Linked DNA regions of Sus scrofa: region 1 is linked to region 2. The links are chromatin contacts, called in public Hi-C maps. All regions are on one chromosome and are shown on one strand. The core of a region is the stretch at or near the end of the contact, and the rest is flanking DNA. Distances in the headings are between cores, read along the strand shown. Region 1 overlaps WWOX (WW domain-containing oxidoreductase). Region 2 overlaps LOC106510465.

Region 1 (6,608 bases), core at 913-3,412, 1.5 Mb after region 2:
CAGGGCCAAATCTGGGTCCTAGCCCAGGAAAAAAAAAAAAAAAAAAAAAAAGATGATTTTCATAGAGAAACAGATTCGCTTTATTTGCTTTGGTTTCTTCCAACTCAGAAGTGACCTGAGTACTGCTGGGAGGGCCCTGGGGGGGGGGGGGGGAGGACCCTGACTTTATTCTCAAAACTAGGCTGGTTAAATAAGGCATTGTCAGGCCAGAAGCTGCCTGGACTCTTGGCAAGTGTATTAACTCAGTATGAAATAATATAAACAGAAAAGAACAATATTCCCTGTTTTCTCACTCCAGGCATTTGAGAGGCTGGGAATCAGTATTCATTTGGAATGGGCCAAGATCTTTGAAAAATAAGTTTTGTGGACTTAAAAGATCTTTCGACTTGAAGTTCTGAAGTGTGGGGGCTGCCTCGTGTGAAGGTTCCAAATGGCATCTATTGTGCTTTGGGGACTCGGAAACACTCAAGAATAAAAGTCCTTCGTGGCGGGAATGGATTGAAATATACCATGTGTCTCTTTTGAGGCATGAAAACATACACATAACCAGATACAAAAACACACACATTTATACATTCTTCTGGGGGCCCCGTAACTCTTCCCAGTTATTCTTCATGTTGATTCATGTCTGTTTGGTTTCTAAACTGTTCAGTTTAAGACCTCGAATTGAGATGGTCTAGAAAGTAAAAAATCCAGCTGTGCTTGCTGCAGAGGCCCCCAGCGTGAACACACAGGCTCGGACGTGGAGGGGGTGTTTCAGGGAGTGGGGGACCCCGCCAGCCCCAGGCAAGCCTCACTCCTGCCACGTGGAAACTAGAATTGATTCTTCAATTCTCCCCGACTCCCAGAGATGTTCTGTGCAGGAGCTGAGTCCTGGTTCATACATTCTGGGTGCAGGAGGAAGAAGAGAGAGAGAGAGAGCATTGCTGAAATACTGCCACTCCGATCCCCACTCCTGGGACCAGGCAGGCTTTTGAACATTTACAAAACAATGAATCAGCACACATCTTCCAGGCCAGATGAGCCTGGGGAGAAAAGTGTGAAGAGGAACTGGGAGAAATACTTGAAATTGTGGACAGAGACACTTTAAAAAGCCAAAATGGAGAAATGCATTCCATCCAAGAGAACCACCATCTTGCTGAAAATTACTGGCTCGTAAGATAATTTACTTTACATTGGTTAATCTTAGAGAGTACGTTTTTCCTAGGATTTTCCTAAAGGAAGACAATCTCCTTGAGTTCCCTGTTTTTAAACTTGTCCCCTCCCTTTTGGGGATATTTGACTCTCTAGACTCTCCAGAGAGCCGTTTCCTCATACATCCTAGAGAATATACGATTTCATTTTTCCACACATGCATTTCTATACACCTGGAATTTCAGTTATTTATTAACCATGCCTAGTTTTGTGGTTTCTAGCTTTATATCTTTAAAGTCATTAAAACTTAATAGGAGAATTAATCATAAAAGAAATCTATCAAACACAGTTGCCAAGCACTTTTTTTCCCCCCGCTGACTGACATCTTTAAAATGTATTTGAATGTTATTTATTTCATCACACCCAGGGAATAAAAAAAAAATAACTTGCAGCTTCCAAGTTCAGAGAAAGCATAAAAATGTGATTTACTACTTATTGTACAGTTAGGCACATGCATATTATATACTGCATGTTAATCTTCGACTGGCTAAGTTTAGCAAATTTGACAACACTACCGTTTGCTAGTAAGGAAAAAGAATCGACATCTGTTCTCTCCCAGATATGGCTCCTTCTTGGAAGGAATCAGAAATATGCCCAGGCCTTCTATTTCCTGGGTAAACTGATAGAATGTGGGCTGTTTAAATGGACAGTCAAACCACAATGCCCCCTGGTGGTGAAATAGTGCATACACATGTGTTAGCGTCTGCACAGGGAATATTTTCGAGAGAAACTTAATTTTTTAATAATGTGGAAATTTTCTGGTAGCTTTCAAATTGCAAATGCAAAAATCGTGGAGCACTGATAGCCCTTTAAGTGGAAAATAAATATTCACTATACTGGTAGTGAAATTAGAGGCATATTTAGTTTCTCCTAAATCACCTAGATCAAAGTTGCTTTGTTTCGATTTTTACAAAAAGGGATGATGTTTTAATCCACACTGAAGACTTGGAGTATCGGGAAAAATCAGAATTAGAGCACAGGTAGTTTTTCAACTCAATTTACAAAAGTGAAGCTGTCAGCAGATACTTCCGGGTAGACCTATGGGTCTGTTAGCTTATTGTCACTCCAGTTAAAATGGAGTGAGAGCAGATTCCAGATTTTGCCAGCGGATGGAAGACTCCATCTTCCCATCATGCTCTCAGCATGCACCTCTGATAAGCAGCTTAAAGGGAACTTCCTCGGGTCAGACATAAATAGTGATTCTCAGGTTCCCTTAATCCAGACACACATTGCTTCTGAGTGAGGCCTCATAAATCTCAAAACCAGTCAGCGACACAGGCAAGACGACACTGTTAGAAGGTGCAAATACATTCAATAGCCACGGCGTGGACTCATTCATCACACAAACAATACTGATGTCTTGTAGGGATCCAGGGACATGGCACCACCTCTCTCGCAAAGTGCGTGATCTCTAGAAGCAGGAGGCCTAGGAGAGGAGCTGTGAGTGCTTTCCTTCTTCTCAAGAGCTGAGCCACTCACAGTCCGAGGACAACCAGCAGGCGCACAGGGTCCCCCAGGTCTCCTGGCCCCTGACCCAGAGCTGTCCACTTTGGAATAATGACTTATCTCTGATGCCAAACATTTTAAGACACTTCCCTAATGGCTGAGGCGATACTGCTTAGGACATGCTGTAAAAAAACAGTGCAATGGAAAGATAATCCACTCTAAGACATGTACACAGATTCTCAGAGCAGCATGATTCCTAACAGCCAGAAACTGCAAACAGTTCAGATGCTCGTCAGGTGATGAATGGATGCACTGAATGTGGTACACCCACACGAAGGAATATTATGAAGTCATAAAAAGAAACAAAGTACGGGAATTCTTCTATGGTACAGCGGGTTGAGGATCTGGTGTTGTCACGGCAGAGGCTTGGGTCGATGCTACAGCACAAGTTCAATCCCTGGCCTGGGCTCTTCCACGGGCAGAGCCAAAAAAGAAAAGAAAAGAGAAAAAGAGAAAACCGCAAAGCACTGATATATGTTACAACCGGGATGAGCCTTGATAACATTCTGCTAAGTGAAAGAAGCCGGATACAAAAGACCACATGTTGCACCATCGGTTTATAGGGAATGTCCAGAACCAGCAAATCCACTAATAGAGAAAGCAGGCCAGTGGTTGCCCAGGGCTGGGAGAAGGGGTAACTGAGGTGAGGGCCAAGGAGTGTGGACCTGCTGGGGCTAATAAACATATTCTAAAACTGATGGCAGTGATACACGCACAACTCTGTAAATACACCAAAAAACACTGAATTGTACATTTTAAATGAATGAATTATATGGTGAGTGCATTATGTGTGGATGAAGCTGCTTCTGTCTGTTTTGTTTTTTTTTAAAAAAAAAAAAAAAGGCTGCTGAGGGCAGGCACACCCTGTAAAGGTCCAGAGACCTGAGAAGTGACCAGGAGAAGGAAGACAAGGAAACAGTAAACGCCCCCAGAGAAGCGATGCCCGCCAAGCCTGGCTCAGGCTGGAAGTCCACTCTCCCTTTTGTCCAAGGGGATGCGGCCCAGCTCCAACACCCCCAGAAACCTTCTACCCAAAACTCGAGGAAGAAGTCTCTCTCCATCCAGATCACGAAATCTAAAGATGGGGGCACTTCGGGGTTTTCGGCCCACACCGCCCACTTCCCCTACAAAACCCATCATCCTCGCCCACCAGAGATCTGGATTCAATTAGCCTGGAGCGTCACTCTTTTGAAAGAATTTCCCAGGTGATCCGCGGGTCCAGCTGAAGCAGGAGATCCCTGTTTGGGAGAGAGCCAGCAAGAAAGCCAGGGCACAATGGGAAGGAAAGCTGGGCACAGTGGCAGCCTGCATGGCTTTTTGTACCAAGTCTTTACTGTGGATTTCTTCCCCATCTCCCACGTATGTTTCAAAAAAAAAAAAAAAAAAAAACAAACCCTCTGTGCAGCTGTGGCAGGCGGAGTCGTGGTCAGCCTGCCCGCCCCACCAGCATCTGATCATTTTCACAAATAACACCAAAATGTTTACACAAACAAAGATATCCAAACCAGCTTGCCTGCTTTTTCATAACAGGCAGGCACTCTTCCAAAAATGGTTTCATTATACCAAAAAAAAAGGTCCGTGCAGAAGGAAGGGTGCTTGTGTTCCAAGTTCAGATTTCTGTGGGCAGTAACTGAGAACTTCAATCGCTGGTACCCAGCTGACCCTCTGTCCGGCCCGACATTCTTCGCTGTTGAAGACTTGAGGATAAAAGCCTCCCGCATCTGACCCAGCAAGGCTGTGCCCGCTGCCCCGGCTGGGATTGAGTCCAAGCTAAACATCAGCGAACCTGAGCGTGGTGCAGCACTGCTCGATGCCCAGAGAGAGAAACACGCTGGCTTTGAATTCCTTCTCTTGGAACTTCTTTGAGCCAGGAACTATCAACTCGTCGCAGGTGTGGCGTCAGGGGTTGTCCAGAGTGTTCTCTCTGGGCCTGTACTGATCAATGACAATTTTGGAAAACACTGCCTGTGTAATTCACCATGGAAAAAAAGCTTTGGGATTGAAGGATGTGACTGGAGCTTCTAACACAAACGTCCACGTGTTCCCCAAAAAAGCCAGTCCAGCTGGAAGGCGGCTGGGAAAAAATCACAAGAACACCCGAAATGAGCCCCCCGTCTTGTAAGGGAGAGTGAGGCATCTGCCCACTCCTGTCACTACACAAATGCTCAGGGGTCTCCAGCAGCGCACGCCTGGCACACCCTGCCATGGTTTGCCAGACGCGGTGAAATGGTACCACGGCTAACTCGGTGAGGAGCGTGGGGTACATAAGGAAAGAAGAGGGGTAGATGAACGGGGAAAGAAGGATCGGAGAGCGGAAGAACCCAGTGCAAAAAGGCGCCTACGTGCCGTGCGCCATGAAACCCAACGGCTGTGGGGACAATTCAATTTAATCTTGGCAACCAGGATGGAGACTTAACACCCGTGGCAAATGCCAAGCAATCCAGACAGTTTTTTTAAAGGCCATCTTTCCCAGCTGCGCACACGCTCACGCACACAACGAGCCCTGCGCTGACTGTAGGTAGCAGCAAACGCAGGCCGGCGAAGCCCTCCGCAGGCAAGCGACGGCGGGGCCAGCTGTGCCTCTCGCGGTGACATCACACAGCAAAACCCTCAACAGGTGCTCGGGACCAGGCTTGCCTGCTCAACTCTTCCACGGTTTTGATTTGCTTTCCGTTCTCCTTGGGCAGAATCAAAGCTTCTCTCCCCATCTTCCTCTCCTACCTCCTACCTAAAGACTCAGAGCAGGGAGGCCGCTAAATGGAAGCGGTCTGGCACCACTTCACCCTAGCTAGCCAGACGCAGGAACGGCTACTCACAGCACATAAAGATGAACGGTGAGGGAGGGGCCCAGCCCCACGGCATGAAATTCCAGTTCTCAACACCCAGAGGAAAGGGCACCTACACGGCCTCGAGCTCATTCTCTTCCCGAGGCCATTCCATGGGTGCAGTCTACCGTGGCGGGTGTCAAGTCCTCTGCTGGGCACTCAAAGTACAGACGAACAAACAAAACCCAGTCCTCATTCGTGAAGAGGCGAATCCTGGTGGGGAAGTGGGAAAGGCATGGACAACTGCTACATGGTAGGAGCAAGGGTCGAAGAAGAGCCAGAAAGGAGCTCGGAGCCACCATGCAGGCACCCCCACCCCCCATCCCTTAACCCAGCACGCGGACCCAAAGGCAGCTGCGGAGCGACCCTCAGCCTCTGTGGTCACCAAGGACAGGACATCCCCATGAGCCCACCTGGTCCTTTAGGAAGGTTAAGGAAAGCAAAGAGCCAAGAGATGGATCAGGAGCCAAGAGGACTAAAAACAGAAGGGGCTGGGGGCCGGCTGGGGGAAGTCAGGGTGGGAGCAGCCCGCCCTGCAGGACCAAGGCCAGGGGACAGGGAACTCGGTGCTGGCGCCTCCCCTGGGGCAGAGCCACGGCCATGAAGCTGGGGCCTCGAGTCCCACCCCCACCCCAGACACCCTGAGCTGCTCAGAGACAGGAACGCACGTCAAGTCACCTGGGGAAGGAGAAAGGTCTGGCTGGTTTTCATACTTAGTGAAATTCAGTTTTAATCAAACTTGGTTAAGTTAATTATTGACTCAACGAGGATGAAACTAGAATAAAATCACTTTTGCCTTAAGCCAAACTATTAAGAAGCCTCATAGACTTAATAGACTAAAAGTGCTCAGAATGATTCCTTCGGCGCGGGCGATATTCCGTCTTCACTCCACCGCTGCTGCGCGTCTCTCTCGCTGCCGCCGATGGTGGACGGGCGACGGAGCGTGAGTTCCCCTCGAAGAAAGGGATCGGGGGTCACCACTGGCAGACACCCGAGCTCCATCACTGAGGCAGTGAGACAGCATGTTGTCCCTGCTGAATTGTTCTTATCACAGAAGCGCCTCGTTTTTGCAGGTCACTCACT
Region 2 (6,933 bases), core at 1,416-3,915:
TCTGCCCCTTGGTCCCCTCCTTTATGGAGAAACTCTCCAGGGGCCCCTCTGCCGGCCTCAGCTGGTGGGGGGTCCCAGACCTCGCTCAGGGAGGCTCCTCCTTCTGCAGGGCGGGCTCCGAAAACAAGAGGCAGAAATTTCTGGGAACTGGGGTGACGGCTCCAACAGAGAAAGGAGTATGAATATTTCATTAAGGTGGTTCAAGTTATCAAACAACATGACAAAACCAAATGTGTTGGCAGGAATCTGAGAAGCACATTAACATGGGTAAAAATAGTGGAAAAAGAGGCCCAGAGTGGGGACAGCCTCAGGGCGAGCCCCCGAGGGGTGCTGAGCAGAGGGCCCAGTTCTGCCAGCCCCTCCAGGGTGGCCTGAAGTGCTCCCCCCACTCCCCCCACTCCAAACACATTCCAGAGCGGGGCTCAGAAATGGCAGGACCTGGGGAGGGGGGTCTTTCCCCACCTCAGGGACTCTGGCTTTTGAGTCTGGGGGTTCCAGAAGCTGAGGGGCTCTTAGGCACTGCTCCCCTGGTCTGAGGGGCACAAGAGGCTGAAAGAGGCTTTGCACCCAGAGCTACCCCAGGAGGCGGCCCTTGAGTCTCCCAAGTCCGAGCAGGGGATCAAGGTCAGACGTACTGAGACCTGTTTGTCACCGTGAGGATGGGCTCCACGTGGGGTCCCCTGCCACCTCTGGACCACCACCAGGCCAGCTGTTTCCCAGGCCTTTCCCTGACGTGTCCCCTCTGGCTGAAGGACAGGAGCACACAAAGGCCCCTTTGTTCAGCTTCCACCGAAAGCTCTTAAGACATCTTGCCTCTGTATCTTGTGTGTCTCCCTTCATACAACTCAAGGCCACTTGTGTAGAGACTACTTGTGTGTAATTTCTGTATGAAATAGTAACATAGCCACATGCATTGAACTTAGCACTCTGCATATTTAATTTCTCATAAAGCTCTGATGTAGATAATATTATTATCCCCATTGACAGACTAGGACATTGAGGCTTAGAGCGGTTCCTCTCCAAAGGCACGCTGCTTGTAGATGTCAGAGAGGAATTGGGGTGTACGTTCCTTTGACTCCAGAGTCCTCCTCAAGCCGCCTTGGCTGGAGAATGTGTCAAAACCCTGTGGTTCCCAATTCCCTGACCGTCCTAGAGAGAAGCATGGGGCAGGGGACCTCCTGAAGAAGCCACAAAGTGAGGCCATGGGAGCAGGAGAAAACCAGGTGGTTTCTGAAGTTGGCTATTCGTGTGAGGCACTCGGCAGACCGCTCATCTGCCTAGAGCCTCAGGTTTCTCTAGTTGCTGTGAAAACCGACTAAAGAAGAATCAGTGTTGTGCCAGGCCTGGTGTCTGGCTCACAACTGGTGCTCAGTACACGGTAGAGCCGCATGTTGCTTCCTCGGCCCAGCTCCCCACGGTTCTCGACAGGGTTATTTCTTATGCCCAGGAAGAGTTTCTTCAGAGAGGCTGTGACTGGTGACTCCAAACCCAAGTTCTGTGTCACTCGGATGTTCTTTGCCTGCACCTCGAACTCCTCCTGTCTCAGCACTTTCCACATTGCTCTGTAGATTGTTTACTTACCCACATATCTCTCCTCAGCTGAGGACTTGATGTGGCAGGAAGTGTGTCCAGCTGGTTCACTGTGGAAAATCAAGGTATCATCTAAGAGCCTAAAATGCTAAAGTGATTGATGGGTATCTGTTGCTGTGTAGACGTATTGATGGATGGATGGGAAGGTGGATGGATGGATGAGTGGGATGGAGGGAGTGAGGGATGGATAGAAGGACGGATGGATAGGTAGATGAAAGGAGGACTCATGGGGAGAGGGATGGATGGATGGAAGGATGGGTGAGTGGGTGGGAGGACTAAGGGTTCAGTGGAAGGCTGGGTGAGTGGATAGATGGAAGAATGGACCAAGGTGTAGAGGGGTGGATGGGTGGTTGGATGGATGGATGAGTGGATAGAAGGACTAATGGATGGGTGGACGGGTGAATGGATGGGAGGTTCAGTGTGAGGGTGGATGGACTGCTGGGTGAGCTGGATGAATCATTTGATGTACAGATAGCTGAAGTACCTTGGATTATAACATTCCATCACGTGCACACGCACTGGTGTTTTCAGGAACACTGTCCTGTTGACTCTTGACTTTTCGGCTTTTACCTTCCTGAGACAGGTAGGAGCATTTCCCAAGGATGGCCCTGCCCCAGTAGAAAAGGGCTACTGTCCAGCCCTTACCTCCCTGGGCAGGGCCAACCTTGGGTATTTCCTAAACCTTCTGTTCCTTCACAAACTTACAGAAAGAAAGTTTTGAATATTTCTTTTTGGTAAGAATCGATGCCAAACTCTGTCACACATTGCCGCAAGCTTTCCTCCAGTCTGGAAAAGGGGCTGCTTAGGATTTCTGGAATCTTAAATTCCGCCTTTTTTGGTGTCTATGGGAAGGCGGGAGACTGAGAGCAGCTGACGATCAGGTTGCTGATTGCTCCACTGACCAGGAGACATCCCCACGGCCCTGCACTGCATGCTGGGTACGTGGGGGCTGCGGTGCTGGAGTCTGGGTCTCGGCAGTGCCGGGGTCCCAGCGGGGAGAGATCGGGGCTCAGGGAGAAGTGAGGGAGGGCAGGGCCAGTGGAACACTCTCAAGATAATCTGCTGCTCTTATCTCGACAGTACGTTTCCCCAACATGCATACTCAATGTACTTGAACTTGCAACCTTGGCAGCAAAATAACAGCTTTAATCTTTTGGGCCCCACGGGAGGCAGATTTTGGTTTGGAGAAGGCTTGGCGGGCGACCCATCCTGGGCTGGATCTCAGAGACCAAGCTGTGTCCTTCTCACCTCCTTTTCTCCTCCATGGCACTCGTCCTCACTCCTGAACCTCTCACTCAGGGGTCTCTCTCCCCCCACCCCCACACCCCCAGAAAGCTCTCAAAGTGGAATCAGATCAGTGCAGATCCACAGAGGTATGAAGGCCCGAAAAAGCTCTCGGCCACACCAGTGATTGGAATCATTCCTGGGGTCTGAAATTCCCATTTGCATTTGGCCAAAGAAATTCATATCTTAGATTCCCCAAGAAAGGAGGGGGTGGAGGTGGCCTGTCCAGAACTATTGCGTTTACTCCCTGTGGGAAAGAGAAACAGGATAAAATGAAGGGTGGAAGGAAGAGAGGGGAGCCAAGGAGGAAGGGAAGAAGGGATATTTGAAAGGACGGGCGGAAAGAAGAGCGGGCATGGCGTGTGATGTTTAGGGAGCATCTGTGTCAGTCAGGGTCTGAGCACATGTTCAGACGTCTTCTCTGATGTCCACAGCAGTCCGGCCAGGCACATTGGTTGACGCACGTTTGCTAGATGAGGGAAACGAGGCCCAGCAAAGTCAGCTCAAGTCAAGCCCAGCCTGAGGTCACACAGCAGCTGGAATTGGCTGCCTCCTGTCTCTCCCTCTTGTCTCTCCCTTTTGCTGTGATGAGGTGGCCAAGCATGGCCTGCTGAGGGGTCAGTGGGACAGCATGTCACTGTTAGGCGGTGACCAGGGCCTCTTTTTTGAGGTGACTCCTCCTTCTGAAACTCAGATGCTGAAATTGTCAGGCCTTAGAACCCACCACCTGGAGACGGCGGCCCAGTGAGAGGAAAGCTCTCGTCCAGGGACCTGCAGTTGTGTGAGGCAAGAGCTGGGCCCTGGTCTGTAGCCTCTGGAAGCCCAGCATGGCTGTGCGGGGCCTGATTGGAGGCTCCAACTCCGTTCTTGTGTGGAAGTAACCCAGGAGAACGAGATGGAGGGTGTGAGGTGATGACTTCCAGGCAGCCACCTTCACATAGCTTCTCTGTGATGGGGGATCGCTGTGGTATTCCTTTCAGATACCGCTGCGTGGTCCAGAACGTCACCTCATCCTTTCGGTCTATTAGACTATTTTGCAGACATTACTAGAAAGCATTCTGAAGCTATCAGCTGTATGCAGTGACCTTCGGCTTCAGAGGGAAGTTCATGGGCATGTTACTTTGACCTCCATAGATTGAGGTTGGTCCTAGGGGCTGATAGGGATTCCAGGAAAAGAAGGCTGATAAGGTGTAGGGAGAAAGACACCTGGAGTCAGGAGGCTTGACTGGTTGGTGCTCACGCTTTGACTAAACTTCCTGCTGACAGTCTTCTCATTTTTTAAAGCAAATGAAGATGGTACACCCAGGCTTTCCCGGAGCCTTCTTTCACCCAGTGCTCGTAACGGTGGCTCTGAGCAAGGGTCTCGCCCGTGGGGGGCCTTTGGATTGTCCCCTTCGATGGGAATAAAACCCAGTTCCTTAGAGTGGTCTGTGGGGCCACTTCTCAGACCCTTGATCCTCCAACCTCTCCTGCCCCCCCATCCCTCTCAGGTCCTCAGAGCATCATGCGGCCCCTTCTGCGGGCGCCCGTCCTGGGACGCCATCGACACCCCCCTTTTCAGGCCCACTTCCTCCTCTGCCTTGGTCTCGTCCCTATTGTAATTTCCCCAGGAGAGCATTTATTGAGCCTCACATGCGTGTCTCCTTCTGTGTGTGTCTTCTCTCCCTCAGAACTCCCCTAATCATACTTTTATTTATGAATTACCTTAAAGAACAAACAACAAAAAAACCCCTTAATGGGAAACACCATCAGCTTTGGGATCGCGTTGGGTGATGCTGGTCATTGTATTCCTACACTGAGAATGAATATGTGATAGAGTCACACCCGTGTGTGTTTGTATGAATGAACTGATGGAGAGAGGGATACAGAGGGAGAGCTGGAGGGGGGCAAAGATGATCCCCAGATGTGGCTGACTTTTCTCCTCCAGGAAGACCTTATAGTCAGTTACTGGCGGACTGGCCGGACGTGATCCCGTTAATACAGCTCCTTTGAATTCCTTCTAATTTCCCAGTTTCTCATGGAAGCCCTGAAAGGAGATTCCATGCTCTCTGGACTCTGGCCATCGGTGTTCATCCCCCAGTCTGCTGCCCATCCCCCATTCTTTTATTACCTACTTTCTTGATCAAACTGTAAACCAACAAGAGATGGTTCGGCAATCATTAACAGCTCTTCCTGGAAAAGGACTAGACACATAATTGTACCTTCTACAACATTCACCCGGACCACTGTTCCCCCCCCGTGGCCACGCATGTCCCCTGGAGCTGGACGAGTCACAAACAAGGCTCACAGCAGAGCAGGAGGGAGCAAGAAGAGAAAGATCCAGAAAACAATTCCCTCGTTATAAAGTTGCTGAGAAGCTTAAGGCTGCTGCATTTCGGTTGGCTGCTAAGTGAATATGTAACTACTTTATATATTTCAACAAAATTAAACTTAAACCTACAGAATTAGGTTTATTAATTTCTGTCAGGGCTCAATGGGGGAATAAGAATGGCCATTCATTATGGACACACAATTACTGGAGACAAAAATGAAGCCTAGCTCTATTAAGTATAATAAAAATGTTGAACACTGAGGAAATTTTCATTAAATATAATCTATCCTTTATATTACTACACTTAATCCTTGCTGTCTGCTTCTCTGTTTTTCTCCAACCTATTTAATTTTATTACTTAACTTTTTATAAATGTTTCTTAATATAATTATGATTAAATATTTGGGAGAAGAGAAGAATGTTAGTCTCTTAAAAAAAGGGAAAGAAAGAGAGAAAGAAAGAAAGAAACCCCCTCTGTGTCCTCTTTTCTTCACCCCTAAGATGGTGAAAAATGATGTTTTTTTGGAAAAAGTAAGTGCTAAGTGGGATTTTATTGTTGGGGCAAGACCGGAGCATGAGAGAAGGGAAGGCAATAAATAAGAAAGAAGTGCCGATCAGCAGTTGTAGGAGAGCTCTTTATATTACACGTTTAAATAAAAGTCCACTGCCTTACTAAAAATGTCTGTGAATATATGCATGGCCAAACCATGTAATTAAAAGAGGGGCCGGGCTAATGTTATTGCTTGCACTACATGGAAACATTTGTGATCTGAGCATTTATTTCTTAAAGTCACCATGTGTTCTTCTGTGAATTGCTCTGTCTTTTATGGGATGGTGTGAGGGTGGGGAGAGCTGGCCAGAGGGAAGCGAAAAGGGGGAATTTTATGGTCTTTGCCAAAATATGGCTGTATCACCGTGTCTCCAAGCTTCGTTGTTGGACCTGTCATGGTCTTATGTTGTTTGTGTGTGTGTGTGTGTGTGTAAGCACAGCTCAATCAAAAAGTAGCAGTGAATACAAGGGTGGGAAGTCGGGGTACTGAAATAAAGCCAAGATTCAGCCTTTATAGAACCACTGCTTTAATGACTCTGTTCAGAATGGAGGGGTCTTGGTTCCATGGCCAAGTCCTTCTGGGAGTTCAGTTCTGGGCACCACATGTTGGGTTTTAGGCGTTATCTTTTTTCTGGTTTCTTCCAGCTGTGTAAGAGGAGAGTCGAGCCTTCATTCATAGCAGCCCCCCAACCCTGCCCACATTCCAGGGTCCGCTGTATATACATCCATGTTTCCCAGACCCCATCCTGCCAGCACCCTGACGTATAACTTTACCAGGCTGGGTATTTGACGGCTGTATTGTAATGACTGTGTAAACTCTCCTCAGAACTGAGACATGATATTTAGTCTGATGCCTTTTTTCCATTTAGGGATTTGTTTCTTTGGAAGCTGACCGTTTCCCTCATCGTCGTTGTTGCTGTTATTATTAGTGTTTGCACAGGTCTCAGCGTAACTGTTCTTCTGCCAATCCTGCCCACCGTTTGTGTAAATCCTCTCAAACGAGGATGTTCTGCCCACCCCACCTTCTTGAAAACCTCTCTCAGCCTTCCCCCGACCTGCTCCAGCCTGGATTGGTGGGCTCACAGCTTGGTCACTGAGCAAGCTGAGTCCTTCTCACACTGAGTCCGTTGACCCGAGTCCTGTGTCCGCCTCTTGATTTCTCCCCATGTTTTATAGAGCGTATCTTCTAGAAACTTCC

What was found. A called contact is a pair of places that touch in the nucleus more often than the background predicts.
Region 1: a Hi-C map of omental adipose tissue shows a contact between it and region 2, with 2.1 times the contacts expected there. The contact joins two enhancer-like sites. A contact is called at or near these places in 3 of 47 Hi-C or Micro-C datasets (embryonic fibroblasts, omental adipose tissue and subcutaneous adipose tissue).

Annotation. Positions count from the first base shown.
Region 1 is chr6:9,523,064-9,529,671 of Sscrofa11.1, forward strand. All of the region lies in intron 8 of WWOX (WW domain-containing oxidoreductase), which reads right to left. Among named protein-coding and RNA genes, the nearest start is that of WWOX, 340 kb to the right of the region's middle. Within about 2 kb of position 2,163, at least 4 of the 83 cell types and tissues checked have an H3K27ac peak or open chromatin away from gene starts, as enhancers often do. A contact at or near this core is called in omental adipose tissue, where this site is marked.
Region 2 is chr6:8,018,191-8,025,123 of Sscrofa11.1, forward strand. The region is part of intron 3 of LOC106510465; the gene reads left to right. Among named protein-coding and RNA genes, the nearest start is that of DYNLRB2, 360 kb to the left of the region's middle. Within about 2 kb of position 2,666, at least 3 of the 83 cell types and tissues checked have an H3K27ac peak or open chromatin away from gene starts, as enhancers often do. A contact at or near this core is called in omental adipose tissue, where this site is marked.